Linked DNA regions of Mus musculus: regions 1, 2, 3, 4, 6 and 7 are each linked to region 5. The links are chromatin contacts, called in public Hi-C, HiChIP or PLAC-seq and promoter capture Hi-C maps. All regions are on one chromosome and are shown on one strand. The core of a region is the stretch at or near the end of the contact, and the rest is flanking DNA. Distances in the headings are between cores, read along the strand shown. Region 1 holds the start of Pdss2 (prenyl (solanesyl) diphosphate synthase, subunit 2). Region 2 overlaps Crybg1 (crystallin beta-gamma domain containing 1). Region 3 overlaps Crybg1 (crystallin beta-gamma domain containing 1). Region 4 overlaps Crybg1 (crystallin beta-gamma domain containing 1). Region 5 holds the start of Cd24a (CD24a antigen). Region 6 overlaps Crybg1 (crystallin beta-gamma domain containing 1). Region 7 overlaps Rtn4ip1 (reticulon 4 interacting protein 1).

Evidence for each region. Promoter capture Hi-C pulls out the DNA fragments that hold promoters and counts their contacts. A called contact is a pair of places that touch in the nucleus more often than the background predicts. HiChIP or PLAC-seq counts read pairs in DNA pulled down with a chosen protein or histone mark.
Region 1: a Hi-C map of pre-B cells shows a contact between it and region 5, with 5 times the contacts expected there. The contact joins the promoter of Pdss2 here to the promoter of Cd24a in region 5. A contact is called at or near these places in 1 of 39 promoter capture datasets (pre-B cells), 6 of 484 Hi-C or Micro-C datasets (double positive thymocytes, embryonic stem cells, muscle stem cells and 1 more) and 1 of 115 datasets of contacts at active chromatin or transcription factors (pancreatic cancer cells).
Region 2: an HNF4G HiChIP or PLAC-seq map of pancreatic cancer cells shows a contact between it and region 5. The contact joins the enhancer-like site here to the promoter of Cd24a in region 5. A contact is called at or near these places in 9 of 39 promoter capture datasets (3T3-L1-derived adipocytes, the C10 cell line, the HPC-7 cell line and 6 more), 1 of 15 datasets of contacts at CTCF or cohesin (large pre-B cells), 1 of 484 Hi-C or Micro-C datasets (bone marrow-derived macrophages), 15 of 115 datasets of contacts at active chromatin or transcription factors (double positive thymocytes, embryonic basal ganglia, embryonic forebrain and 10 more) and 3 of 9 other capture datasets (adipose tissue, embryonic stem cells and pancreatic islet).
Region 3: an H3K4me3 HiChIP or PLAC-seq map of pro-B cells shows a contact between it and region 5, with 10 times the contacts expected there. The contact joins the enhancer-like site here to the promoter of Cd24a in region 5. A contact is called at or near these places in 24 of 39 promoter capture datasets (the 3T3-L1 cell line, 3T3-L1-derived adipocytes, the C10 cell line and 13 more), 4 of 15 datasets of contacts at CTCF or cohesin (the NIH/3T3 cell line, embryonic stem cells, large pre-B cells and 1 more), 36 of 484 Hi-C or Micro-C datasets (the 3T3-L1 cell line, B cells, the Ba/F3 cell line and 23 more), 33 of 115 datasets of contacts at active chromatin or transcription factors (the 230-238 cell line, the NIH/3T3 cell line, the SCID.adh cell line and 22 more) and 4 of 9 other capture datasets (adipose tissue, embryonic stem cells, liver and 1 more).
Region 4: a contact with region 5 is called in an HNF4G HiChIP or PLAC-seq map of pancreatic cancer cells. The contact joins the enhancer-like site here to the promoter of Cd24a in region 5. A contact is called at or near these places in 7 of 39 promoter capture datasets (the C10 cell line, cranial neural crest, embryonic stem cells and 3 more), 5 of 15 datasets of contacts at CTCF or cohesin (the NIH/3T3 cell line, embryonic stem cells, large pre-B cells and 2 more), 27 of 484 Hi-C or Micro-C datasets (B cells, LSK cells, centroblasts and 14 more), 22 of 115 datasets of contacts at active chromatin or transcription factors (DN3 thymocytes, T-cell acute lymphoblastic leukemia, bone marrow-derived macrophages and 15 more) and 3 of 9 other capture datasets (adipose tissue, embryonic stem cells and liver).
Region 6: an H3K4me3 HiChIP or PLAC-seq map of bone marrow-derived macrophages shows a contact between it and region 5, with 4 times the contacts expected there. The contact joins the enhancer-like site here to the promoter of Cd24a in region 5. A contact is called at or near these places in 7 of 39 promoter capture datasets (cranial neural crest, embryonic stem cells, hippocampal neurons and 2 more), 1 of 484 Hi-C or Micro-C datasets (bone marrow-derived macrophages), 13 of 115 datasets of contacts at active chromatin or transcription factors (the 230-238 cell line, DN3 thymocytes, the SCID.adh cell line and 7 more) and 4 of 9 other capture datasets (adipose tissue, embryonic stem cells, liver and 1 more).
Region 7: a promoter capture Hi-C map of liver shows a contact between it and region 5, with 8 times the contacts expected there. The contact joins the enhancer-like site here to the promoter of Cd24a in region 5. A contact is called at or near these places in 28 of 39 promoter capture datasets (the 3T3-L1 cell line, 3T3-L1-derived adipocytes, the C10 cell line and 16 more), 5 of 15 datasets of contacts at CTCF or cohesin (the NIH/3T3 cell line, large pre-B cells, pro-B cells and 1 more), 102 of 484 Hi-C or Micro-C datasets (3T3-L1-derived adipocytes, the AML12 cell line, the AtT-20 cell line and 62 more), 39 of 115 datasets of contacts at active chromatin or transcription factors (the 230-238 cell line, the HPC-7 cell line, the SCID.adh cell line and 27 more) and 4 of 9 other capture datasets (adipose tissue, embryonic stem cells, liver and 1 more).

Annotation. Positions count from the first base shown.
Region 1 is chr10:43,219,426-43,222,848 of GRCm38.p6, reverse strand. It overlaps Pdss2 (prenyl (solanesyl) diphosphate synthase, subunit 2), which reads right to left and starts at 1,363. Exons shown (of 8, transcript NM_027772.2): 1 at 789-1,363. The coding sequence starts at 1,087.
Region 2 is chr10:43,975,754-43,979,257 of GRCm38.p6, reverse strand. Crybg1 (crystallin beta-gamma domain containing 1) reads left to right here. Exons shown (of 22, transcript NM_001368305.1): 10 at 2,425-2,460. All of the region lies in intron 3 of Gm40636 (a long non-coding RNA gene), which reads right to left. Among named protein-coding and RNA genes, the nearest start is that of Gm40636, 9.2 kb to the right of the region's middle. Within about 2 kb of position 1,702, at least 53 of the 459 cell types and tissues checked have an H3K27ac peak or open chromatin away from gene starts, as enhancers often do. A contact at or near this core is called in adipose tissue, pancreatic cancer cells and trophoblast stem cells, where this site is marked.
Region 3 is chr10:43,952,257-43,956,017 of GRCm38.p6, reverse strand. All of the region lies in intron 21 of Crybg1 (crystallin beta-gamma domain containing 1), which reads left to right. Among named protein-coding and RNA genes, the nearest start is that of Gm40636, 14 kb to the left of the region's middle. Within about 2 kb of position 1,902, at least 14 of the 459 cell types and tissues checked have an H3K27ac peak or open chromatin away from gene starts, as enhancers often do. A contact at or near this core is called in B cells and pro-B cells, where this site is marked.
Region 4 is chr10:43,996,956-44,000,805 of GRCm38.p6, reverse strand. It overlaps Crybg1 (crystallin beta-gamma domain containing 1), which reads left to right. Exons shown (of 22, transcript NM_001368305.1): 4 at 1,459-3,754. Among named protein-coding and RNA genes, the nearest start is that of Gm40636, 31 kb to the right of the region's middle. Within about 2 kb of position 2,160, at least 80 of the 459 cell types and tissues checked have an H3K27ac peak or open chromatin away from gene starts, as enhancers often do. A contact at or near this core is called in DN3 thymocytes, the NIH/3T3 cell line, bone marrow-derived macrophages and 4 more, where this site is marked.
Region 5 is chr10:43,577,184-43,580,814 of GRCm38.p6, reverse strand. It overlaps Cd24a (CD24a antigen), which reads right to left and starts at 1,646. Exons shown (of 2, transcript NM_009846.2): 1 at 1,493-1,646. The coding sequence starts at 1,561.
Region 6 is chr10:44,028,515-44,031,936 of GRCm38.p6, reverse strand. All of the region lies in intron 2 of Crybg1 (crystallin beta-gamma domain containing 1), which reads left to right. Among named protein-coding and RNA genes, the nearest start is that of Gm40636, 62 kb to the right of the region's middle. Within about 2 kb of position 2,171, at least 45 of the 459 cell types and tissues checked have an H3K27ac peak or open chromatin away from gene starts, as enhancers often do. A contact at or near this core is called in DN3 thymocytes and bone marrow-derived macrophages, where this site is marked.
Region 7 is chr10:43,927,238-43,930,736 of GRCm38.p6, reverse strand. It overlaps Rtn4ip1 (reticulon 4 interacting protein 1), which reads right to left. Exons shown (of 9, transcript NM_130892.5): 6 at 2,278-2,414. Among named protein-coding and RNA genes, the nearest start is that of Rtn4ip1, 27 kb to the right of the region's middle. Within about 2 kb of position 1,911, at least 17 of the 459 cell types and tissues checked have an H3K27ac peak or open chromatin away from gene starts, as enhancers often do. A contact at or near this core is called in the CH12 cell line, liver, muscle stem cells and 2 more, where this site is marked.

The sequences.
Region 1 (3,423 bases), core at 114-2,613, 360 kb after region 5:
TAGGACTTGTTCAACAAGTACTTTGGCAAAGACATCTCCCCTAATCCTCTTTGTACTAGTTTTATTCTCATAACTTTTCTGTGTGCTTGAAATAAACTACGAAACATGAGGTATGAGTTGTTTTTTAAGTGATAAATTTTTTTTTAAACCCTAGTGACAAGTTTAACACTAGTCTGGCATTAAGTGGTAAAAGCGTCAGAGGAAACTGACTTCAATCTAGATAGTCCAATACCTGGATATTTGGGGGTTTTTTTGTTTGTTTGTTTTTTGAAACAGGGTTTCTCTGTGTAGCCCTGGCTGTCCTCGAACTCAGAAATCCGCCTGCCTCTGCCTCCCAAGTGCTGGGATTAAAGGCGTGCGCCACCACTGCCCGGAGCTGTCTATTCTGCCTGTCTCTCTTGTCTTAATCTTTCTGTAGGTAAACAGCTTAACTTGCTCTGTAGACCAGGCTGGCCTTGAACTCAGAGATCGCACTGCCTTTGCCTCCCAAGCTCTGGGATTAAAGGCATGCACCACCATTGCCCGGCTCTATTCCATTTTTAAAATACCACTTCTTGACTGTGACTAAATAAGTATACATCTCTGATACCTTGACAAGCCATGAAGCATCTGCATCTCTAAAAGTGAAGAGAAACTGTAAAACACGTTCAAGTTTTTCTTTTACGAAAACCATTTATCCTGGGCCAAGTAGAAGAATGTTAAAGGGACACCAAAGAATACCTTAAAAGTTCAAAAGAAAGTTAGAATCAAGGAACTGGCCAGACCCAGAGTTACCATGGGTCGCTCACCTGGCAGTGGTAAGCAGAGGGTGTCCCGTCCCCACCAGCTTCCGCACCTGCATGGCGATATTGCTGAGCTCGTCGCTCAGCAGGCAGCGCAGGCTCATGAAGGATGCGGGGTAGCCCACGATCTTCTCCGCCTCGGACACCACCTGGTTCCAATGGGCCGGTGACCTGGAGGAGCGCCCGCGCCAGGAGCCCGCCGAGGAGATGCTGTCGAGGGATCTGAAGTACCACCAGTGGCGACTGGGGGGACCTGAAGCCCCGAGGTAACCGGACAAGCGCAACAGCAGCTGCCGGAGGCTCATAGTTTTGAGTCTGAGAGGGTCGGGGACCTGAGGAAGGTGGCCAGAAATGACACGGGAAGCAAACAAGGGCTGAGGAGAAACTTTCAGAATCTAACAGGAGACGGCGATTCCAAACCCTCAGAGAAGTATGGCTTTCTGGAGCCGTAACCAGGAATAACGTTTGCTGCTTCTGCAGCGCAGACTGGCGTAACCCCAGCGGCTGCTCAGAACTGCACTGGATACCTGCGCTGGTAACCACAGCCAGTGCCTACATGGGGGGCGCCATGTTGGAGGCATGAAATGCGGCCTGCCGTAAAGATAGGGGCGGGCTGATGAGCGGCAAAGAGTGCTCTTTACTTTACGGCACAGCTGGGACCTCCCCACTAAGGGGCGGACCCTCAGTGATGACCGGAAGGCGAGAGATGGAAGGGAGCCTGTGCCCCAGGACGTCGGTGTCCGCCCTTTGGCACCCCGCTAGCCCTGGATCTAGGCGCTCTCGGGGTCTCTGCAGCGTTTCTCCCGGCCCAACGCAGAGTGAAGCTTATGTAAATAAATGTCTGTATCGTGGGTCCGCGGCGAGATCGTAGGCCCGTGGCGCAGGCTCGTCCGGAAGCCTTTTGCTCCTGGGCGCCTTAGGCCCTTGGTGGGGGCCGCGGACCCGGGAGGGCGGCCCCGCTAGCTGGGCGACGACGTCTCCTCCGCGGCCCCCCCAGAGCTGGAACGCAAGTGGATCGGTGAGGCTGAGCCCTGCTTCCCTCAGCTTCCTGGCCGAAGTGCCAGGATTTCTGTGAAAAATCCAGAAAATAAGGATGCTGTGAGAATGGAATGAAACGTCGCTTGCTCCGGGACTGAAAATTCACTGGCATGAGTGCATTTCACATATTAGCTCACTTAATCTTTTGTTGAGTTTTAAAGATAATACTATTCCCCGGATTTTAGGGGGGATGGGGGGGAACGGAATGAGGCACAGCCAAATTGTAAGTTGTTATGGTCACATTAAGCAAAATGTGAACCTAGAGGATCTGGTATCTTTTTTTCTCCTCTCCTTTGGGTACTAGGGATAGAGGCCAGGCCTCATGCAGTAATGCTAGGCTAGTGCTCTACTTCGGAACCACATACCCGACCTAACAATTTGGTTATTTGAATACATACTCTTAACCACAACATTAAGTAATATGTTACCAAAAATTCTTTCTCATTGCTAAAGTAAAATTGTCAGTGTGACGACGCTTTCAGTGTTGGATGGAACGTTTTTTTTTTCCCCTAGGCCACAGTGGCCTGAGACTTCTTACTGTGTAGCAAACTGACCTGTAACTTCTTGACCCCATCCACCTCTCAAGTCCTGGGATTACAGACGAGGGCCAGAGGGCCACTCTGCTCTTCGGGTGCCACCTATTCAAGCACGTCTAGCATCTTGCCCTTTCTAATTAGACAAAACAAGTGTTGAAGTCCTTGTTAATCATAAAAAAATTAAAAATTACAAAACCTTAAATTCAATCCCTTGGGAAGAAAAAAGTAACATTAAGATCAGTAATATAAAAATAATAAACGACTTGTTACCTACATTTTACACTCAGGAATGGTTTTTAAAATTCATGTGAGCTTTCAAAATTCATAGTTGGTATTTTTTAAGCTCACATTATGTAAATGAACTAGAAAAACAAAGAGAAATTGTTCACACAAGATGCTTTTAGCCACAGAAGGTTTAGCGGCAAACTCCCTTTGAGTGCCAAGTCTCCTGTGATTTAAAGATTCTGTTTTTGAGCCAGGAATGGTGGTGCTTACAAGCACTCAGGAGGCAGAGGCAGAAGGATCTCTAGGTTCAAGAGCAGCCTGGTCTACATAGCCAGTTCTAGGCTAGCCAGGGCTCCAGAGTGAGGGCTCCATAGATAAAACAGCATATTAATTAAAGGTGAATTATATTTAAAAACAGTCTCCCCATAAGGGAGTTCCTATGTAAGATTCCTAGCAATAAAATCCAAGTATACTACTATGTAAAAATAAATGTAAAAGGTGAAATATTTTATCATTCTAAAGAGTTCTAAGACCTAAGCTGGGTTGTCCAAGGAGAAGGAAGTCAGAAAAATCCAGAGAAAGAGAGAGACTGAGTGTAATATATCGAGCATCTGAGGCTGCTTCTTCAAGATCATGGTACCTTAAGAGTAACTTTTCACACATTTGCTTTAATGAAAATTCACAGTATGTACTTTAATTTCTTCACAAAAGCCAAGTGCATTATTCTCTGGTCTTGGTCTGTTAGCCACGTTTTTGATTATTCATGGGACTTCTGCTCCCATTTACTTTAAATAACCAGCACTTTCCTTTATACTTAACAGTTAAAAGGTTGCATTGTATCT
Region 2 (3,504 bases), core at 453-2,952, 400 kb before region 5:
CCAACTTCAGCCCAGAGAGGCCTAGTGAGTGAAGAACTGTTTGTGGAAAGTGGAAGCAACCCCATTCGGTGGGATGAGAGGCAGGGCAGGGCATAGTTAGGAAAACCATCTGAATGCACAGTCAAATCTTAAACGGGAGCAGAATTGCCCCCACTGGAGCTGGCAGAGGATGCGTATGAGGCCAGGGCAGGCACAGAGCTGGGCAGGGAATGCTGAGGACCAGCACAGAGGTAGTGCCAGGAGGCAGGGCTGAGTGGTGAAGGAGAGCTGGGGTGAGGGGTCAATGCCCATTGTCTTAGTTAGGGTGTTATGCTGTGAACAGACACCATGACCAAGGCAACTCTTATAAAGACATTTCATTGGGGCTGGCTTACAGGTTCAGACATACAGTCCAGTATCATCAAGGCAGGAGCATGGCAGCATCCAAGCAAGGCAGACAGGCATGGTGCAGACAGAGCTGAGAGCTCTACATCTTCATCTGGAGGCTGCTAGCAGAATACTGGCTTCCAGGCAGCTAGGGTGAGGGTCTTAAAGCAGACTTCCACAGTGACACACCTACTCCAACAGGGCCACACCTTCTGATAGTGCCACTCTCTGTGCCAAGCGTATACAAACCACCACACTCATCCTCCTTACCTGGAGCCTGTGCTTCCAGTTCCTTGCCCCACCCCTACCCCCGTCCCTGGTCCCTGGCTGCTCTGTTGGGATGAAGGTTTAGGTGGGATGAGTCTACCACACTAGGCTCTGATGTGGGCCACTTGATGCTAGGTGCTCACTGAACACCAGGGTGAAGCTTCTGCTATGAACTTGCTTGTGAAAGTCCACACTGCAGTATCTTCAGAGGCAGCCCGAGGAGACAGATTAGAAAGTTAGACACGCCTGATTTGGTTATCTGCAGATCAATGCAGGTGACTTGAGGCCCTTTTTTTTTTTTTTTTTAAATTAAATCCACTTTCAAAGTTCCCAGTTTTATTAGTTTTGGTAATGTATGACAGAGTTATTTCAAGCTTAAAAATCAATGTGATGGATGGTTTTAAAACTGAGGCTTATTGAGCACCTCCCCCCAAAGATTATTTTTTTCTTAAAGATTTTTTATGTATTTTATGTATGCAAGTGCTCTGTTTTCATGCACACCAAAAGAGGGCATTGGATCCCATTACAGATGGTTATGAGCCACCAATGTAGTTAATAGAATTGAACTCAGGACCTCTGGAAGAGCAACCAGTGCTCTTAACCACTGAGCCATTTCTCCAGCCCTCAAAGACTATATTTTAGGCAGGCACTCCCTTGGTTGTATAAGGGCTAGCTTGCTGGTTGAGCTAGCCTATTTATGGTTTCAGTTTATTTGGGCCATTTGAGGATTTTGGCTGCAGCTTTTAAGCTCACAAAAACACATCGAGGGAAATCTCTCAGTTTATCAACCACTGACTTCTGCCTGTTCAGTATTTTTAGGCAACACTCTCCTCTCTAATTCTAGTTTTGTTTTGTTTTTTACTTAAAAACAACAACAACAACCCCACTCTTTTAATACAAAAGTGTAATGATGCCATCTTTTGAGAGGTTTTCACTGTTATCTAATAGTTCTTATTATTTCCTGCTGTGTGAACTTTAACACTTTTGTAGGCTATGGGTTGCTAAGTCAGATGCCTCCCAGGGCCAGGCAGGAAATACAAAGGGCGAGGCTGCTGGGAGTGGAATCAGAGGGAGCAGTGGAATGTGGGCCAAGACCATGGCCTGGGAAGGACCGCCCATGCTGGATTGCCTGGGCAGAAGGTAGAACTCACTTCCTGTGAGATGTTATCAAACCTAAGGGTTATTTAGCGAGAGAAATAAGAGGAAGAAGTCTTAGTAGGTTGGGGCAGGATGATCCCAAGTTTGAGGCTAGCCTGGTCTTCCTGGTGTGTGAGACCCTGTCTCAAAAGAACAAGAAGCACATAGCACTGACTCTTGGGATACAAATTAAAATTGTATAAGAAAATTTCCTAGTTAAAAAACAATACAGAGCAAAATAAACCAAGGGGCCTGGTTGTAGCTCTGGGGTGGAGTGCTTGGCCAGCATTGCAAGGCCCTGGGTCTGACTTCTCTGCACTCAAACAAACAAACAAACAAACAAACAAACAAAACAAAGACAAAGACAAAGACAAAAACAAAAACAAAAACAAAAACAAAAACAAAAACAAAAACAACAGAACAGAACAGAAGCACACAGTAGCTGTGCATGTCCAGTACGTCTCTGCTGTAGATGGTCTTGTGTCCTCATTTCAGTTTGATAATTTTGGCATCATCTTATATAAATTAAAACAAACCATAAAGTAACCAATCACACTGTGTGCTTCACCTACTGTAACTACTGTGATAATACTGAACACTCTCAGTGGAAACTGAGTTTTTTACTATGCTGTTTTTTGTTTTGTTTTGTTTTAGGGTGGCCGTAAAGTTGAATTCCCTACAGATCCAAAGGTAAGAAGGAGAGGGGAGAGAGAGAGAGAGAGAGAGAGAGAGAGAGAGAGAGAGAGAGAGAGAGAGAGAGAGAGAATATAAGTGGGTGTGCATCCAGAAGTGAGGGGGTAGGGAAGAGAGAAATTATTCTGCGATCTTTAAGTATATGATGCTAATGTGACTTCACCACTAAGTCTTCCTCCCACTAAACTTCAGGAAAAGGCTAATGGCACCGGTTATCTTAGCATGGCCTCCAAGGTTCACTGTTCTATTAACTTTACCATTCCTGGTTGGATTTGCTAATTGATGAGCCCATTGCTGGCAACAGAAGAGAGCTTTTAAGCTTTTCAGCTTGTTTGGGGGAGATTGAGCTCAGCCTTTGCCTGCTGAGCTGTGAGTCCAGCTCCATCCCCCAGCTCTTCCTGCAGAGCCATGAGTCCAGCTCCATCCCCCAGCTCTCCCTGCTGAGCCATGAGTCCAGCTCCATCCCCCAGCTCTCCCTGCTGAACCATAAGTCCAGCTCCATCCCCCAGCTCTCCCTGCTGAACCATAAGTCCAGCTCCATCCCCCAGCTCTTCCTGCAGAGCCATGAGTCCAGCTCTATCCCCCAACTCTTTCTGCAGAGCCATGAGTCCAGCTCTATCCCCCAGCTCTCCCTGCTGAACCATAAGTCCAGCTCCATCCCCCAGCTCTTCCTGCAGAGCCATGAGTCCAGCTCTATCCCCCAGCTCTCCCTGCTGAACCATAAGTCCAGCTCCATCCCCCAGCTCTTCCTGCAGAGCCATGAGTCCAGCTCTATCCCCCAGCTCTCCCTGCTGACCCATAAGTCCAGCTCCATCCCCCAGCTCTTCCTGCAAAGCCATGAGTCCAGCTCCATCCCCCAGCTCTCCCTGCACAGCCATGTATCCAGCTTTATCCCCCAGCTCTCCCTACTGAGCCATGAGTCCAGCTCCATCCTGCAGCTAGCTCTCCCTGCTCCAGATGCACCTGTTGCCCCTGTTTCCTACACCTGTCCTATGCACCATGATTTTTTATCATTTTCAAATCAACTTTAGAATACTCTGG
Region 3 (3,761 bases), core at 653-3,152, 370 kb before region 5:
TTGTTTTATTTGCTACTTCACAACTGTAATTTTCCTACTGCTATGAACTGTAGTGTAAGTACATGGTCTTGGGTGACCCCTATGAAAGGGTCGGTCATAACCCACAGGTTGAGAACCACTCTTATATAGGCTTCCAGCAGGTGTGGCCCAGATTGTAGGTGGCTCTTCCCACCTCAAAAGATCTGGAGTAAAGGTGTGGCTTCCAACCTCGAAGACTGGATCAGAAGTGGGTGTTCCCACTTCAAATGACTTAATTAAGGAAAATACCCTCAAAGGTGTGTGCAGCCATTTTTGGGTTTTAGCTAATTCCAGATGTGGTCACCATGACAACCAGAATAGCTGTCACGGCACCCGAGGGCTGCTGCTGCACGCTGGTGAGGTTTCAGTGAGGCTTCTCTACAGAGAGTGCTTGGGAAGGAAAGCTGGTCCTGCAGTCAGTCTCTCAGGTATGGATGGGTGTGTTAAAACACAGATTAGTGGCACCAGCATTAGAGTTCCTCCTGATCTAGGCGGTCTGGAGGTGGCTCCCAAACGTGGTTGTCTAACAAGTTCCTAGGTGTTGCTGGGGGTGATGGTTCAAGAATCTTACCACATTTAAAACACATTTGAAAAAGCCCACCCACCCAGTATTTGGGAACACAGTGGTCGGGCACTGTTGCTGTTTGCAAGTAAATGAAGGGAAGCTTAGTCGTGGTACTGGAATAAGTTATCATTTATTTGTTCGTTATAGTCACTTTATGTTTATTTTGGGTCACTCTAGTCTAGGCTGCCCTTTAACTCTGGGCAGCTCACCTACCTCAGCATCCTAAATTCTGAAATTATAGGCCTATCCTCTGCCACACCTAGGTGCCTTCAGTGGTTAACACCCTGGCTATTCCCCAACAGGAGAGGATGTACCAGTGGGCTGGTGGTCGTCAGGGGCCACAGCATGCCACCTATGCACTGAGAACAAGGAAGTCAGTGCAAAGAAACCGTGACAGCTCGGTCCTTAAGACACTCTGGACATGGGAAACAGGGCACTGGTAGCTACACAGGAAGCAGCCCTGCTTTACAGTCCTGGTGGTCCCGGTCGGTAGGCGGCCAACCCACTCAGTAGTGAGAGGAAACACAAAGCCCGAGGAGCTAGAGGGTGCTCAGAGAGGCAGAATGAAGGAAGGGAGAGAGGGAGGGAGGGAGGGAGGGAGGGAGGGAGGGAGGGAGGGAGGGAGGCAGGCAAATGCAGACAGCATCAAAAATTAAGTGATGTGACTATAGGCTTCATAGAAACCAAGCTCTTCGCATAAAAGGCAAGTGGAAGCTTGGGTGTGGGAAATGGACAGCTAGAGGTAGCCTCCCTCCCTCCCTCCTTCCTTCCCTCCCTCCCTGTGTCTATAGTCATACAGAGGCCCAGCTCACAGACAGCTCCAAGTGTGAACCATTTGAGAAGCACTGACCCCGGCAGGCCTTTATTCCTATAGGATCATTCATGCTGCCAGCATCGTGTGGTTTTGAGACTTCCTTGTGCTGGTGAAGGCAGACTTGGATCTATCCCTAGCCTCACCTTCCCTAAGAATGAGCCCCAGAAAAATTTAACTAAGTTGGAAAGATAAGGTATTGAGTAAATGTGTGTTGGGGGAAGGGGATAACAATATTTAGTTCCCCGATGCAGCTGAACAAACCTTGTGTTTCTAAGCTCACTGTGGTCCTTAGGGCACTCATTTAATTTTTGTCTTCACTATGTGCCAGGCTGTTAGACACTGGGTACCAAAGTGAAGAAAATGGCTGTCTCTGCTATCTATGGGACTCTTTAGAGCCCCACCCTCTGGAGTGAAGGTGCTAGCCTGTAGGTTTGTGGGTTCTCTGTGGCTTCTGCCATGTGAAGCAGCAACTTTCTTGTGCCCCTGAATTTAGGTTTCTCAGAATGTGGGGAAACAGTGCCACCTTCTGGACAAGAGCAGGCTGCATGGCCAGCACCCTAGCAAGAAAAGCATGGGCCCAGCTCTCTGCTCTTCTGTGGTTTTCCTTTGTTAGGCTAAGTCTTATCAAGTCTTTCCTCTTGCCTTGTATGTGGGGAGTGAGTTGTTTTAGTGAATGCTGGCATAGGACTCCAGACCAGGTATCCTATGACAACAGCGGAAGCCGACTCATGATACCAACGCCTGGTAGGGCAAATCAAACTACTATGTAAGACACAGACACTAAACACTAGCCAACAGAGAAAAGGTAGCTCCAGGCAATTAACCCGATGCTGGTCTTAACTCTGTAACGTTTCTGCTTCAGCCACACCAGACAGCGTCTTTTTAGTATAAGCTGCCATTTAATGGAACAGTAGTGATTTATTCTAATTAGGATGTAAACTTTCTTTCAAATTATACCTCCTCAGTCCAATGTGCCAAGAACTCAAATATACCTGTAACAACAGAACTGCTCTCAGACAGATGGGTGGGGATGGGTGCTACCTCAGAATGCACAGGTGACAGGTGTGTCAGGACTACTGGCAGTGGTAGCCTGAGACCTAGCCTTCAGGGAAGGAAGCTTAAAGAAAAGTAACCTCTCCTACCTGTCTCTAAACACATGGCAGGATTCTTCACTTTAAGTATTCACCCATCCCTCACTGTCTTCTGTATTGGTCAGTAGAAATGTCTCCTAAAAGAAAAAAAATGTTCTAAATTCTTTTCAAATGTAAAACAATTATTCAGATTGCTACTCAAGAACTTTGTGATGCTAACAACACTAAACACAGGAAGCGTGTAAAGGCACCAGATGCTCAAGAATGAAAAGACAGCGTCCTTAAGATTGGAGTCTGTTGTCTTTATAAAAAAAAATAAAATTAGGTGTATCAATGTGCCTGAGTGTTTTATGCACATGTATGTCTGTGCACTTGAATGTCTGGTGTCCTCCAAGGTCCAAAAAGAACTCTGGATTCCATGGCATCAATTGTTGGTGGTTTTGAGCTACCATATTGGTGCTGGGAGTCTAACCCAGGACCTCTGCAAGAACAAGACGTGTGCTAAGTGCCACACCACGTCTCCAGCTGAGGCCTGTGTGTCTTGGTGTTGGGCAGGACTTGCTGGGGCTGAAAGCGAGGCTTGCAAGCTTTTCCTGGTTCTGTGCACTGCACTGCACCCTGCTCTGGAGAACTGTGGTGCTGGCTAACACCAAGCCAGATTCTTAAACAGGAGATGATTTCCTTCGATGGCTACTTTCTCAGCCTCTTTTGCTGTTGTAAATGGCTTAAGGGAGAGATGAATGCTGTTTCTTATCTGAGGATAACACAGGATTCTGTGCTCTGCATCCAAATGCAGATTTTAATTTCCACACGGTCCTTGGTGGCGAGGCTTCTGCTTAAGCAGATGAATCATTGGAAAGGATGGTTAATCCACACTGGGGAAAAATCAGATAACCCTCTGTTTTATTGATCCTTCTATTGAAAGGTACTGGCTACCTCTAACACAAAGGTCCCTCACATTTTCAGCAAGCACCTGTGAAAGGACCCCTTCAAACATGCTAGTGGGACAAATAGAGGCTTCCTACAAAGCGCCACTCAGCACTGCTTTACACACCCAAGTTCCCCCAGCAGTGGGGGTCTCCTGTGTCCTCTGCATCCTTTGGGGTATCATTCAAACCTTTAACCTAATTACAGCTGTGTTTTATCATGCATGCAGAACTCATTTCCTCTGCTGCCTCCCCCACAGCCTTTCTCTCCTCTTTCCACTGCCACCAGCTGTGCCCACCTCACTGGTATCTCCCATCCGCGATCCCCAGTTCTGTCTTACAGCATC
Region 4 (3,850 bases), core at 911-3,410, 420 kb before region 5:
TCACCTACCTTCTCTAGGTCTCAGCTTTCTCTCTTTAGAAAAGAACAGGCAAGTTGTACATTGGGTAAACCAAATTAAATAACTTCCCAAGTGCTTGGCAAACGGTGGTTTTCATTTGGCTACAAACTGACAAGCTCCTCTGCCTGCCCTGAGGAATGTTTATATAAAATGGTTCATAAAACAAAAAAGTGGGAGTGGCTCTGTCTGAAAGCAGCCATGGGGAGCCTTCTGGTCCTGTAGCCTCTGTTAGCCCTCAGTGTAACCCCTTAAGGGGACTTCCAAAATTCCCTTAACCATAAGTTTTGTGTGAAATAAAAACTAATTCTGTTCTAAATTATGTAGGGGTTTTGTTTTGTATTACCTTTTAAGTTACAGATACAAAAGAGAGCAATGGGCCAGATATGTGAAATGCCTTGGCTAAATTCACACAGATATTAGTGTGAGAGCCAGGACTGAGGCCAAGGCAGGCAAATGCCAACACAACACATTCTGCTATTGTGAAAGAACACATTGTGTACACTAAAGACATTATTCCCAGTAATAAGTAATTAGACCTAAGAAATGTGAATGAGCTGGGAGACTCTGCCCTAGACACATTAACAAAGTCAGTTAACAAATTATGGTATAGCCGTATGGTTAAAAAATTTGCTTCTACTAATGTTTGTGTAAAATTCCAAGGAAGTCAGTCTTAGGACCCTGGAAGTTATAATGTTAACTCATCCTTTTGTCTTAGCAAAAGGCAAGCAGCCAAGCAAGCCCTATGAACACTGCCATTTTCATTCTAGTAAAATATTTATGCATATGAAACCACTGGGAATAAGGCAGAATGCTGATGAGCAGCAGGTTTAGGAAAGATTTAAAAACACTTTCCATGTTCAGAGGGACAGCTCAGTGGATACAGTGTGAGGACCTGAGACCCATAGAAAAGGTGGTCATGGGAATGAGTGTCTCTAATCCCAGCATTCCCGTAGTGAGATGGAAGATGGAGCCAAGAAAAGCTTGGCAGCTCCCAGACCTGACAACTTGGGTGTGCAGTGCTGAACATCGAGAGACTGTCTCAGCAAAGTCGAACCTTGACACCCATGGTTGTCCTCTGACTTCACACATGCATGCATGCATGCATAAATACATACTGCGCATTTAAAATATGGGAAGGCATTAAGTATTTAAATTTGTTCCTTATACCTTGTAATGTCTGCCAGTTCAGTGCCACTCACTGTGAATGAATATGAATACTTGGTAAATTAATAGTTTCTTAGATTTATAGTCTCATCTGTCATATGTAGGTAAGATACTTTATATTAAAAATATGTGCTAGTGTTTGTAGGATTGTTTAGGAAGTTTCATGGGAAAGCAGATACACACCAGGGGATGCGGACTTTGTGGTCTCTTTGGCAGCTGGTTTGTATGTCGACTTAACACCAGGCTGCTAACTGCCCTGTTGCTTTGTCCTTGCAGCCCCGCCAGACCCAAACATGTGGAACTAAATCTGAAAACTCCGAAGAATCCTGACAGTTTGGGAAATGAGCACAACTCATTTAGCCAGCCAGTTCATAAGGGGAACACAGCCAACAAAATCTCCTTATTTGAAAACAAGCGGGCTAACAGTAGCCCCCGCCACCCCGACGTCCGTAACACAAGGAACAATCCTCCCTCTAGTAAGACATTTGTTGGGAGGGCGAAGCTGAACTTAGCCAAAAAGGCCAAAGAAATGGAGCAACCCGAAAAGAAAGCTGTGTCAACCAGCCACCAGAATGGCCTGGTGGTCAAAGAGCCATCTGCAGAAGGGAAAGGCACAGCAGTCCCTGTCCCCAGAGAAGAGATTCGTCCAGCCACCAGAGGAGGGGAAGGAGAGTCCACCAAGGATCAGGTCCTCCGCCCTGAGCCTGAGCAAAGTGATAAGCTGGATGTACAAACAGACACTGCCTATCCTTCCCACCCAGGGCCCACTGCTCTGGTTCCTGTGAAGGACTCTGAGCTCTCAGGAGAGGGCCAGCCAGAGGCTGCTGACAGCAAAGGCCCCGTCCTTAACAACACAAGTGATGTTGCACAGGACATCGCTGCCATTTGTGATGCCAGAGAGGCTCCCCCAAAGCCACAGGATGCATTTTCTGACTCACAGCCAGCTTCAGCGGCTGAGTCAGCTAGGGAGTCATCTCTCCCGCCTTCTGCACCCATTTCTGTGGACGCTCCCCAAGATGGCTGTGTTCAAGTTCCCATATGCAGTGTTCCCTGCACTGCTCTAGAAGTGTCAGAAAACCACAATGGGTGTGTTTCGCCAGTCTCTCCTCACACTGAGAAAACTCCCATCTCCAAACCTGGAGTGGGAGAAGCCAGTCCCCCTTCCACTCCAGAGCACAGCCCAGAAACTATGGGGAAAGACTGTCCCTCCAAAGTCCTCGTCCAGGTCCGGTCCTTTGTGCTTCCCGTGGAGAATCCTCAGGATGTGAGCTCTCAGGTCATCTCAGAGAGCTCTGAAGTTAGAGAGGCACAGCTGCCAAGCTGTCACAGTAATGAGCCTGAAGTGGTGTCTGTCACCACTTGTGTTCCGCAGCACGAGGATGCACCAGACACATCACCCAAGGACATCCATCACAGAGAAGGACATGTGGCACAGTCTCGACCACACATCACACAGTCAGGACCTGAGAAGGCTCCGCCCATCCAGAGCAGCAGTGGGATGCCCCAGACAGCGGAGTTCATCCTCACCCACTCTCCCAGCAGCAGAAGTCATGCAGAAGGCCCCCAAAGGCCAGGTCAAGATGCGACCAGCCCACTTACCCCTACCAGGCTTTTGAACATTTCTGCTGGTAGTGACAATAGTGTCTTGGATTCTTCTTCTGATATGGAAAAATTCACTGAAATTATTAAAAAGATGGACAGTGCAGTATGTGTGCCCCAGAAAAAGAAGAAGGCCCGGGTCCCAAACTCTCCAGCCCCTCACTTCGCTATGCCTCCCATTCACGAGGACAGTTTGGAAAAGGTGTTTGATCCCAACGTGTTCACCATTGGTTTAGGGAAGAAGAAGGAAAGCCTGGCAGAGGTGTCACCAGCTTTGCACTTGTTGCAGAACCACGACCCCATATCCAAACTGAGAGCCAAGCGTGCATCCACCGAGCAGAGCATCGTCTTCAAGTCCTTGCACACTAACAGTAATGGGAAGAGCGAGCCACAGACCACTTCAGAAGCAAGTGACAAGGAGAACAGGGACATCAACAGCGGCGGCGTTAAGAGGTCACGGCTAGAAAACAGCACGCTTTTCTCAAGCATGCTTTCTTCTCTGCCACAAGACAAAGTCTTTTCTCCCTCCGTGACGTCAGTCAACACAATGAGCACATCTTTTAGCACTTCTCAGAACAGCTCCGTATCTCAGTCATCAGTGGTACAGCCCAGGAAGGAGGGTGGCCTGCCCTGTGGCTCAGACAAAGAACAGCCACACCTTGCACCCCACAACTCCTTAAAGGTCTTCAATTTCAATTCATCAAATACATCTCGTCTGGGTTCCAGCCACATGGAAAAGTACCCACAAAAAGAGGGAAGCAAGGAAGATGTGAATTCTCAGGGCAACCTACAATTGCCAGAAAACAACCTTTCAGACTTACCCAAACTGAAGAACAGCGATGGCGTGGAAGGTATTCTGAAGTCAAACCTGCCGAATGTTGGGAGCGTGGACGCGGACTTCCTGGGCCTTTTCAAAGCAAGCCGGTATGACCCAGGCCATTCCTTTTCTGGAATGTCCTTATCAGACTCTATGGTAAGTACTAATTCTTATTTAGATGGGATGTTTCTAAACCTAGAGGCAGTGAGGGGCTCAGGTTGTATTTTTACAGGGGTTGTACATGTGCAATAA
Region 5 (3,631 bases), core at 397-2,896:
AGAATCTAGCCACACGTACTTTCGGCGGCCCCTTGATAAGCCCTCCCACATCAGCACCTTTTGTTCTACAGGCGTAAGGTCATTAACCAAATATTGACTGAAGAAATGTGCAAATTGTGTCCAAAGTAGATTAGCCACACCTGATCCAGTCAATTATACTTACTGGGTGCCTACTGTGTGTAAGAGAGCTTGTCCTATCGGGAAGTGGCATTCACACAAAAAGGAAAACATTAATATGCTAAGTTGTTTAAAACAGGGAGCCTGTCTTAGGGGTACCGGAAAGTAACCGCTCTTCATTTATACAAAGAGCTTTTAGTACAGCAGGTGACAAAAAAACTAAATAATAATAATAATGATGATGAAAAAGGAGCCCAATGTTCAGTCTGAGTCTAGAGGTCCTCTCTAACACCATCAACAAAATTTTACGTTAATTATTAAATTGGCATTAAACAGTTTTTCTCCACCAATCTCCCTTGATTTGTTTAACCAACACCTCCCTCTCAACATTTCGGGGGGGGGGGGCGCCCTGGGGAGAAGGGAATCTGAGTGAGACCAACCAGTTTCACGATGCCCAGCCCCTCCTAGATGGGGGATCGGGTGAACTGAGAAAGGCCCCGGGGCACAGTCAACCCGCAGCGAGAAGACAATGGGGTATAGTTACCCTGCCTGAGAAGGGGAAGACGAAGCGCGCCTCAAGCTCTTGGGCTGCTCTCCCAGGTGAGCCCGGACCCTGGATCTCTAGGGACCAAAAATCCGGCGCTCCCAACTTTTCAGGGGCAAAAAGCCCTAGGGACATCCCTAAGCGAACCAACCGCAGTGAAAAGCTACAGTCGGATTCTCTGAGTCCCGTCCCAGTCTCTCAGGCTCAGCTCCAGGTCTCATTCTGGGCGCGGCGCCTTCACCCTAACGCAGCTAGAGCAGCGCCACCCATGGCGTTGGGGGGCAAGATCTGTACCCGGGACAAATCTAAGAGAGGAAGCGTCTGTGGACTAGGACAAAGCCTGACGGAGAATCGGGACACTACAGTCCTGCCCTCCGTCTCTATAATGCCCGGGGATTCTAGGTTGGGATGGGGCTCCTAAGGTGGCCAGGGATGGAGGTGTGGGGTCGCACCGCGAGAGTTTGTGCAGTCGGGAGGTCCCTAACTAAGCTTCAAGACCTGTGGGAGATAAAGCCACAACCAGGGCTTCCTGGGTGATCTCCAAACCAGTTTGGACGGTGGAGGATGGGCGTGTGCCACGCTCCCCCGAAGGGGACCGTTCCCTCTCTTTGTGTGGTTCGCAGGGAGCGCGAAGACCTTCCGTGAGAAGGGAAGGGGGCGCTCTCTCGAGGGAATCCACACCACGAGTTCCCCAAGTCAGTTACACAAAATTCTCCCCCTACCCCAGTGCCTGGCCGGAGGCAAAGACTTTGCCCCTCCTACGCGCGCGCGAACACACACACACAAGCCCCAGGACGCGTCTCCAGTGCCCAATCGAGAACAGGGTCTCACCTGCGTGGGTAGGAGCAGTGCCAGAAGCAGCAACCCCAGCCCTAGCCTGGCCACCATCGCTCTGCCCATGTCCGCTCCGTCGGCGCGCGGCGCGACTCTCTAGATGTTCGGTAAGTGGAGATCTGCTAAGCTCGCGCGGGCGCAGGCAAGGTGGGGAGCGCGGCCGGCCGGCGGGACCTTATATACCGGGACAGCCACAATAGCCGTGACGTGCGGCGCCCGCCCACCCGTGCTCTCCTCCTCCCCCGCCGCCTCCCCGCCCCCACCCCCACCCTCCTGTGCGGCTCTCACGGCCCCTCCCCCGCCGCCTGCACCGGCCCGGGGTGACTTGGGATGTCCCGGGGCGGCCAGCGCGGCAGGTGGGCGGGCGCCCCGGGCTCTGGCACAGCTAGGGTTTCCCCGGGCAGGCTGCATGCACAGGCGCAGGCGACTCCCACACGGGACCTGGGGCGAGCACACGAACCACACACGCCGGCCGGCCCAAGTTTCCTTTGTTTCCCCGGCCCTGCCATCTTACCCCCCAACACGAAAAGTCGAAGCCGCGGGCGCCGCGCAGACTGCGCGGAGCTCAGGGCTGGTTTTTGTCAAGTGCCGGCTGCAAGGGGGAACGGGACAGGCTTGGCAGGTCCCCGGGCCGTGGTGCGCGGGGTTGGCGAGGAGGAGACCGGGCGTCGCCACGCACTGTCCCTTGGCGGCTGCACGGCAGGGATCGCCAGGATCCCGGGCCCCAGCCGTGAGTATGCTCGGCTGGGCGGCCGCCCCTGGCTGCTTGCTTTGTGTTTTGAGTTCCTCTAGTGCTGCATCAAGCATCGCGCACCCGGCCATACCCGGGAGCATCCAACCGGACCTAGGCAACAGCCAGCTGCGCTCGGCCACGGGGCGGGACATTGCGAGGGACTGGGTTTCGGTCCCAGTATTCTCCACGTTTCTGGGGACGTGCTTGTTCTGCCTCTGTGGCACAGTACTTGCTCAGCGTTCGAACGCTTTCTTATTCAAGCCATTTCCACCCATAGTTGCCTTTAAGTAATTTGACAAACCGATTCAGAAAGATTAGTCATCCGTCTGTACATTTTAGTGGAATCTTTCTTTCGACCTTCTTTTGTGAAAACTTCAAAGCAAACTTTAAAACAACTTAGTGGTAGAATATTTTCTAATCTTTAATCACAGGGTTTAGGACCTTCCTATTTAAAGTTTAGCCCACGTGTTTTACAGACCTTAAAGCAAAACAAAGCAAACCTAGCAACGGTGGAAATTTGTTTAAATTTCAATTTTTGCAGAACAGCCTCGTAAAAACAAAGTTTTATGGCAGCAAGCTGACAATGGACTCCACAGTCGTTGGTTTGTGGCTGCCTGAGCCTTACCAAGTCAGCCACAACCGCTCAGTAACTTTCCACGTGTGAGGTGTGCTTGGGCGCACAGGAATTTTTGTATAGCGCCAGTGAACTTTCTGTTTAACAGTTAGCACACTGTATAGAAAGGTCGTTCTGTGCCCAGCAACGGCGGCGCTCCTCTCCCAGGGTGGCGCAAGGACTGACTCAATAGCGCCTAACCCCAAGGGCGCCGTCTTCAGAGTTTCTTCAGGACAACAGGCTATGGGGCTACTCCTGGAGTTATTCCTGGCTTCCATTTGGTTTGGGGGTTTTGTTTTGTTTTGTGCCCTAGGCTTGTTTTTTCTGCCCCTCAGTTCTCCATTCTTGCCCCTCCTTCCTCCAACTTGATCTCTCTCCCCTCCCTCTCGGTATTAGTTTAAGGAAATGTGTTGGTGCCGTAGTTAACAACACAGCCTCTGGAGCCAGGTATCGGCCCAAATGCTATGAGACATTCTTTTTTTTTTTTTTTTTTTTTTTTTTTCTTTTTTACTTTGGACAAAAAGCTGGGGCTGCTTCTTCTGTAAAACGCAGGTGATGGTGACACTGTAACCGATGTGTTATTAAGCAATTAATGTACACCAGCTGTGATAGTGCATGCCTGGAAACCAAGCTCTAAGAAGGCACAGGCGGGAAGATCACTCACTGCAAGTTCCAGGCCAGCCTGGTCTACATGAGCAAGTTCCAGGCTATCCAAGGTTACGAAGCAAGGCCCTATCTCAAAAGCAAACACAAAAGACTGCTGTGTCTGTTGCGCGCTCCAGTGCCTAGC
Region 6 (3,422 bases), core at 922-3,421, 450 kb before region 5:
GGAGATCCAGGCTGATGGTTCTGAATAGGTGTGGTATGGCAGGTGAAGGTGATGCCCGTGGCAACTGGGCAAGCCAGGATGGCTCACCCCAGTCTGGAGGTAGCTAGAGTACTTAAAAAAAAAAGATGTATTTATTTATTTTATGTATATAAGTACACTGTAGCTGTACAGATGGTTGTGAGAATTGCATGTGGTTGCTGGGAATTGAACTCAGAACCTCTGCTCGCTCCGGCCCAAAGATTTATTTAATGTTATATGTAAGTACACCGTAGCTGTTTTCGGACATACCAGAAGACGGTGTCAGATCCCATTGCAGATAGTTGTGAGCCACCATGTGGTTGCTGGGATTTGAATTCAGGACCTTCGGAAGAGCAGTGAGTGCTCTTAGTCTCTGACTCATCTCTCCAGCCTGAGTATTTTATATTAAGAGAAATTTGGATGCTACTGTTGAGTGAAAGTTAAATTTATTAGGACTCTGACAATCTAAATCCTGAAGAGAATAGTTAAAAAAGCTGGCCAGCCTCAGACGATGCCCTGTGGAATCTGATGGGACTCTGGCAGCATCCTTGACAGTCTCTGTGTCTGCAGACCCCATGTTGATCTCCGATGATATAGTTCTCAACTCCAACTCATCCTCAGAGAGGACCAGAGGTAGAGCCTGGCTCTCTCCTGCTCCTGTAGGTTCTTCTGCAGATCTGGCCTCCTCCTCCCCTCTGTCTTTTGTGGATCTACCCACTAGTTCCATTTAGATGGTCCATTGTGCTTCCTATTGGCACCAGACACAGAGATCCTGGAAGGAGATCAAAGAGAAGGAAGGAAGTGAGGCTTAGACCTTCTTTCTTCTAGATCCTCTCCAGTAGGCAGGCATTGCAGGCCGCCTGTGTCTCTCAGTCCCTGCCAGCATCTCCTCCTCACATCTGTCTGTGGGTCCCTGTCTCAGGAGCAACTCCCTCCTTGCCCGTCGGGGCTGTTCTAGTCTTGGATCAGGACACTGCTCTTAGGGCCTCTGTGCCCACCATTGCCCCCATCTCCATTTCTGTCTTTTCTTTCTTGCAGGGCTTCTCTAATGCTCATTCTCTTTGTATGTGCTTTGCTAAGCAAGCCAGACTTGAGGATTTTTCACTGTAAAACAATGCCGTGAAATGAATGCATCCGTTCTGTAACTTTCTGGAGCGCTCACTGGGTATTTGGGACTCCTGTTGCAAGACTGTGAGGCTCTGAGAACACAGAGTGAAGGGAGACGGTAACATCCATGCTCTCAGGACAGGATGCTCCAGGGGGGAAATGAAAGTAAAGATACACACATTTTAATCTAGTGAGCTAGAGACAGGAAATTGGATGAATAATGTACCAGAGAAAGGGGGTAGAGATGACTATGAGGAAGTATTATCCTAACAGGTGGTGGAGTCACAGGAGGCTTCTCTAAGGTGACAGGTAAAAAATATGTGGTAGTCTGGAAAGGGCAGTCTGGAAAAACTGCGTGTGTAGAACAGTCTGAAGGGACTCTGACTGAAGCAAGGACTAGCTAGTGCTGAGAGATCATAGGACAATGGGTGAGGGGATTGTGGCAGCCATGTTGGCCACTTCTCAGAACCATCCGTGTCACGAGGGAGAAAGGGTTGCTCAAGTACACCTAACCTTTCCTCTTCCTGGGTGGCTTCATAAGAGTCCTGTAGCCCCAGGTTATTGAATGCTTAAAGAGGACTGACTCAATACTGCAGCATGGAACTGTACTGTCAAGAAACCCCAAGGATATCCAAGGCTCCATAAAGCTGACATTACAATGGAGATGAGAGTGAGGATAGAAAGAGATGGGCTAAGCAAGGAGGCCCTGACAGAAGGGACAAGATGAAAGGGACCCAAAGCAGAGGTGGTTTCTGCAGAGCCGGAGGTTAGAACTGATGGAAGGGAGGACTGGCTGGCCAGCCTCAGACTTAGTGACTGCCCTTGGACAAGTCCCTCGTCTTCTGTCTACTTGCACCTTGTCTGCAAGCCTGCTTCGATTTCCTATTGCTGTAATAAAACACTATAGCCAAGGCAGCTTAGGGAAGGAAGGGCTGATTGGGGCTTGCAGTCCATCACCAGCCAGGGAAGCTGAGCAGTGGCAGGCATAGCAGCTGGAGCCTGGAACTGAGAGCTGAGAGCTGAGAGCATGTATCTCCAACCACAAACAGGAAGCAGAGAGAGCCAAGTGGAGATGGGTGGCTTTTGAAACCTCAGATCCTACCCTCAGTGATATACTTCCTCCAGCAAGGCCACACATTCTAAACTGGCTGTGGTGATTTAAATGAGATTGACTGCCACAGGCTCATATACGTGCATGCTTCGTCCTCAGTTGAGTCAAGAAAGGAATTTGGATCCCTTCTTCCTCTAGCTCTCTCTCTCTCTCTCTCTCTTTCTCTCTCTCTCTGTCTCCCCTTCCCCCTCTCTCCCTCTCCCTCTCTATCTCTCTCTCTCCTTCCCCCCTCCCTCCCCTCCCTCTCTCCTTCCCCCCAGCTACTCCTCCAGCAACATGCCTTCCTGTCTGCCACCAGACTCCCCACCATAATGATAATGGACCAACCCTATGAAACTAGAAGCAAACCCCCAATTAAATGCTTTCCTTTATAAGAGTTGTCTTGGTCATGGTGTCTCTTCACAGCAATAGAACACTACAACACTGCCAAACAGTGCCACCAACTGGGGAACAGGTATTCAAGTGCCCTACGCTATGGGAAACCACTATAAAAAACAAGATAATACAATAATATGCTCCTCTTTCAATTCAACGAATTTAGCTCTAGGAAATGCTTACCAAAATTCGTGAGTCATAGTTGACTTAACACTCATGGTTACAGTTTATAAAAATAAGATATAAATATATAAAATATGTATCACGTGCTATCCCCGGAGATTCCCAGGCATTCAAGAGCACCTGTCCTGTAACACGGAAAACAAAAGATAGCAGGTAACATTCCACCTGCTGAGTCCTCCTCCACCCCTCACCGCTCACTGTGGTCCTCCCTGAGACCATCCTTTCCCACCTCTCTCCCCATACTTCCTTGTACTACAAGTCATCTTGTGCTTGGAAACAGGTTCCTTCTTGATTTTTCCAGAGCATCGCATAAAAATATGATTGTATAAGCACAATAGACTTTTGCTGAGAGCCTGGCACTGCAGGCAACCAACCTGCCGAGAACTGCACTTGTAGCTGCTGCTGAGAAGATGGCTTCTGCCATCCCACACACTAGAAGACTCTCACTGATCTTGTCCTCTCACCATTTCTAAAGTCCGCTTTCAAAATCCAAATCTATATGTTCTTGCCTTCCTAAAGATCCCTATTTCTTATTCAGACAAAACCTATTTTTAAAAAATCTGCTCAAGGGGCATCTCATTTTGGTTATCTATTTCCTAAAATGTGCCAGACATTAGAAGCTATTTTC
Region 7 (3,499 bases), core at 662-3,161, 350 kb before region 5:
CTGGACTGGAAGGAAGAACCAGACCTAACTTCTACACTACTGTGACTTTCTTCAATGGTGAACAGTGATATGGAAGCATAACCCAAATGAACCCTTTCCTCCTCAAGTTGCTTTGATCATAATGTTTCATCACAGCAATAGAAAGTCTAACCAGGACAAACTGGTACCAGAGTCGTGGAGCATTGCTGTGATAGACCTAACCATGTTGCTTTGGTTGGGGCTTGTGGAAGGACTTTGGAACTTTGGATGAGAAAAGATATTGGGTGTTCAGAGCTTGGTAAACTATTCTTTGGAAGCCCAGGAGAAAAGAATGTTGAGAGCAATGCAGACTATGGGGGCCTGGCTTGTGAAGTTCTAGAGGGAAGTCTGAGAATCTCTTCAAGACTCTGTCAAGGCTATTTGCTATTCTGAATCGAGAATCTGAGGCTCTGAAGCTGAAGAATATAGGCTGTGATTAACAAGAGACCAGAACCTCAGAAGTAAAACCTTTGCTTCACTGGGACAATGGATGGTGGTGGTCAATGAGCTAAGTTATTAGCAGTGACTAAGAAGAGACCACCATCACTAAAGTGATATCTTTTTAGGAAATATTTCTTCAGAGTAGCACACAGAGCTGTGTTTGAGGCAGCCACAGTTGTACCTCCTGCTGGCAGCCAAACTTTATAATGTATAAGAGTCACCCAGGTGGTACTGGTTTTGAAGACATGAAAGGATCATGAGAAGCAGCTGAGGCTTGGCACCATGAAGAGAGATCAGGAAAGGCTATTGGTGAATGTGCAACCCAGTTGCAGCAGAGCCCCCAGCAGTTTGGAGATGCCAGTACCATGGCATGAGCACCAAGAACAGCAGTAGCAGTGGAGTGGATCCTGCCCCAGCTTAGAAGAGGCAAGCTTGTGTGTGCTGCAGAGGGTGGAGCCAAACAAGTGACCCAAGACCCTTGAAGGACCCCAGATGACTTCAACTTGGGCGGGAAGGAAAGGAGGCAGGTTGGAATTTTATGAACTTGAGATTTTAAGAGACTAGGTATTTTTAAAGAGACAACTTTCAAAGTGTTTGAATTTGTAAGGCTGAGACTTTTCAATAGTTGGTAAAACATTTTATATTGTGATATCTTTATTAATGTGATCTTGGGGACAAACAAGAAAGGAAAGGCTTGACAGTGATGTTTGTGTATCAAGCTGACAAGGAGTCAGTTGTGTTGGCTAGTCTTATGTCGACTTTACACAAGCTAGAATAATCAGAGAAGAGGGAAGCTCAACAGAGAAAATCCCTACATAGGATTGGGCTATAGGCGAGCCTGGGGGCATTTTCTTATTAGTGACTGCCTATAAGCACACCCCTCCATAGCCTCTGCCTCCAGGTTCCTGCCCAGTTGGAGTTCCCGTCCTGACTTAACGTCCATGAAAAACAGTGATGTAGTGTAAGCCAAATATGTCCTTTTGTTCTCAAGCCTCTTTGGTCATGGTGTTTCTTCACAGTGACCCTGAATAAGGCAAGCACTAGCTACTAAAACCCCTCCAAATGGAGTGTACACTCTGTGAGGGAGGAAGTATGTCTGGCTCACCAGTGTCCAGTGTCTACAACAGTGCCTGGCAACAACTGAAGCTCCATAAGGACAGAACACACAAGGTGTTAGCTGGCTGCCCGGGAGCACTGCAGAGAGGAGCAACCTGTTTTGTTTCTAACCTTCAAAATTATACTTCTAGTCAGTATGGCTTCTGAAAATGGACTTTAGAAAAGAAAGAAGAAACTCTGAAATTGTAGCCAAATACTTGTGAGCTGTACCTTCAGACAGACCACAGTCAAAAGCAACAGGGCTTGAGAGATTTCCCAGGTCCATCCTATCTGTTACCTTAGGCCAAACCACAGGCTGGCTTTGTGGCATTTGGCGTGCACCACACTGCTCCCTGCCAGCGTTTACTCTTCCACTGTTTCTTTCCTATGTCCTACTGAGCCAAAACACTGGGACTGTTTAGTATAACCATGTGGTTATGTCCTCCTTTCTGTTCTTCCTTAATGACGCCACAGCAGGACCACACGTCCCAATACTGCCTCAGACTTCTGATAAGCCAGCAACAGAATCTGGTTTATCATCCATCAGAGCACGGATAAAAAGTAACTTCCAAAGTACACACTGTGGAACGAATCCAAATGACAAGAATCTTTTGACTCTTCTAGAAGGCTGCAGCGTGACCAGAAGCCGCCAACCGCCCTCAGACCTGCACACTCAACTGTACAGTGCCTCCTTCCCCACAGAAACATTGCTCTACTACTCACAGTTTTAGAGATTTCAATTGCTCTTCCACACTTCCCAACGTGTAATCAATGACCTCATCTGCTCCAAGCTTCCGCACAAGTTCACTGGCATCTTTCGAGCAAACGGCTGTCACATGAGCCCCCCATGCTTTCATTACCTGCCAAGGAGAGGGGGAGAAGAGGGGGAAGAGAAAACATTGCATTTTTAAAAGAAAGCACTGGGCCCGGGTGTACACTTCTCAGTGTAATCTCTAGAGAACTTTTAAGTTCCCCTCTTAACAAGAACTGCAGGATGCTACCTATCAGATACGGTACAAATGTTGTCAAGAAAATCCCACTAGATCTCGTCTTCCACAGGTAAGACAACCTTGCTGTCTTGCAGTTTATGCAGTGCCTCACCAGGATCAGAAAAAACAGGAGAGTTACAAGCTTCAACCTTAGCAGCTTCAATGACAAAGGGCAAACGGCAGAGAAAGGAGAAAGCAAACACTGTCACACAGCCTCAGGAAGTGACTATCTGACAAGCACCCAGAATACAAAGTTGCAACTCCTCTTCATTTGCATAACCAAATGTGTGGAGTCAGACAGCGCATCTGGGGCTGGGATGACAACCAGATTGGCAAAGTGCCTGTGAGACAAGCACGAGGGCCCGAGTTCAGATCCCAGCTCCCAGGTAAAAGGTCAGGCATGGACCGAGTCCGCAGACCCCAGTGCTGGGGAGGCAGAGACAGGAGTCGCCCTGGAGTTCCTCAGCCGGCCAGCACAGCACAATCAATGAGCCTGCCTCAAAGTACAAATGTGAGTGACAGAAGAGACACAGCGCCAGCCTGGCCTCCACATGCACGCACATGCAGATAGATGCACATCCACAAACACACAGTCATCAGCTACCAGACGCTAGATAATTAAGAAAATACAGACATTTTAGCTTTAGAACATGAATTGGGTCCTCTCCCTTAGAGTAAGAAGGTCTAGATAAATGGTCTCTCCGTTTTAAAATGCACATAGCATATTTAAAGATAGACTTAAATAAAAGGATACACAATTCTAATGTTATTCAGCTTTAATTGTCTGAAATTGCCCTCCAAACCTGATATACTTTTTTTCTATAATATCAGCTTCACAGCGCTAACCTTGTTAGCTCTGTGATTTATTTTCAGTCCACTAGCAGGCAAGATGCTTGAAATTTATCAAGAGATTTTGAAATTAATAGTTATGGATCCAAGTAATATGGTGACATACA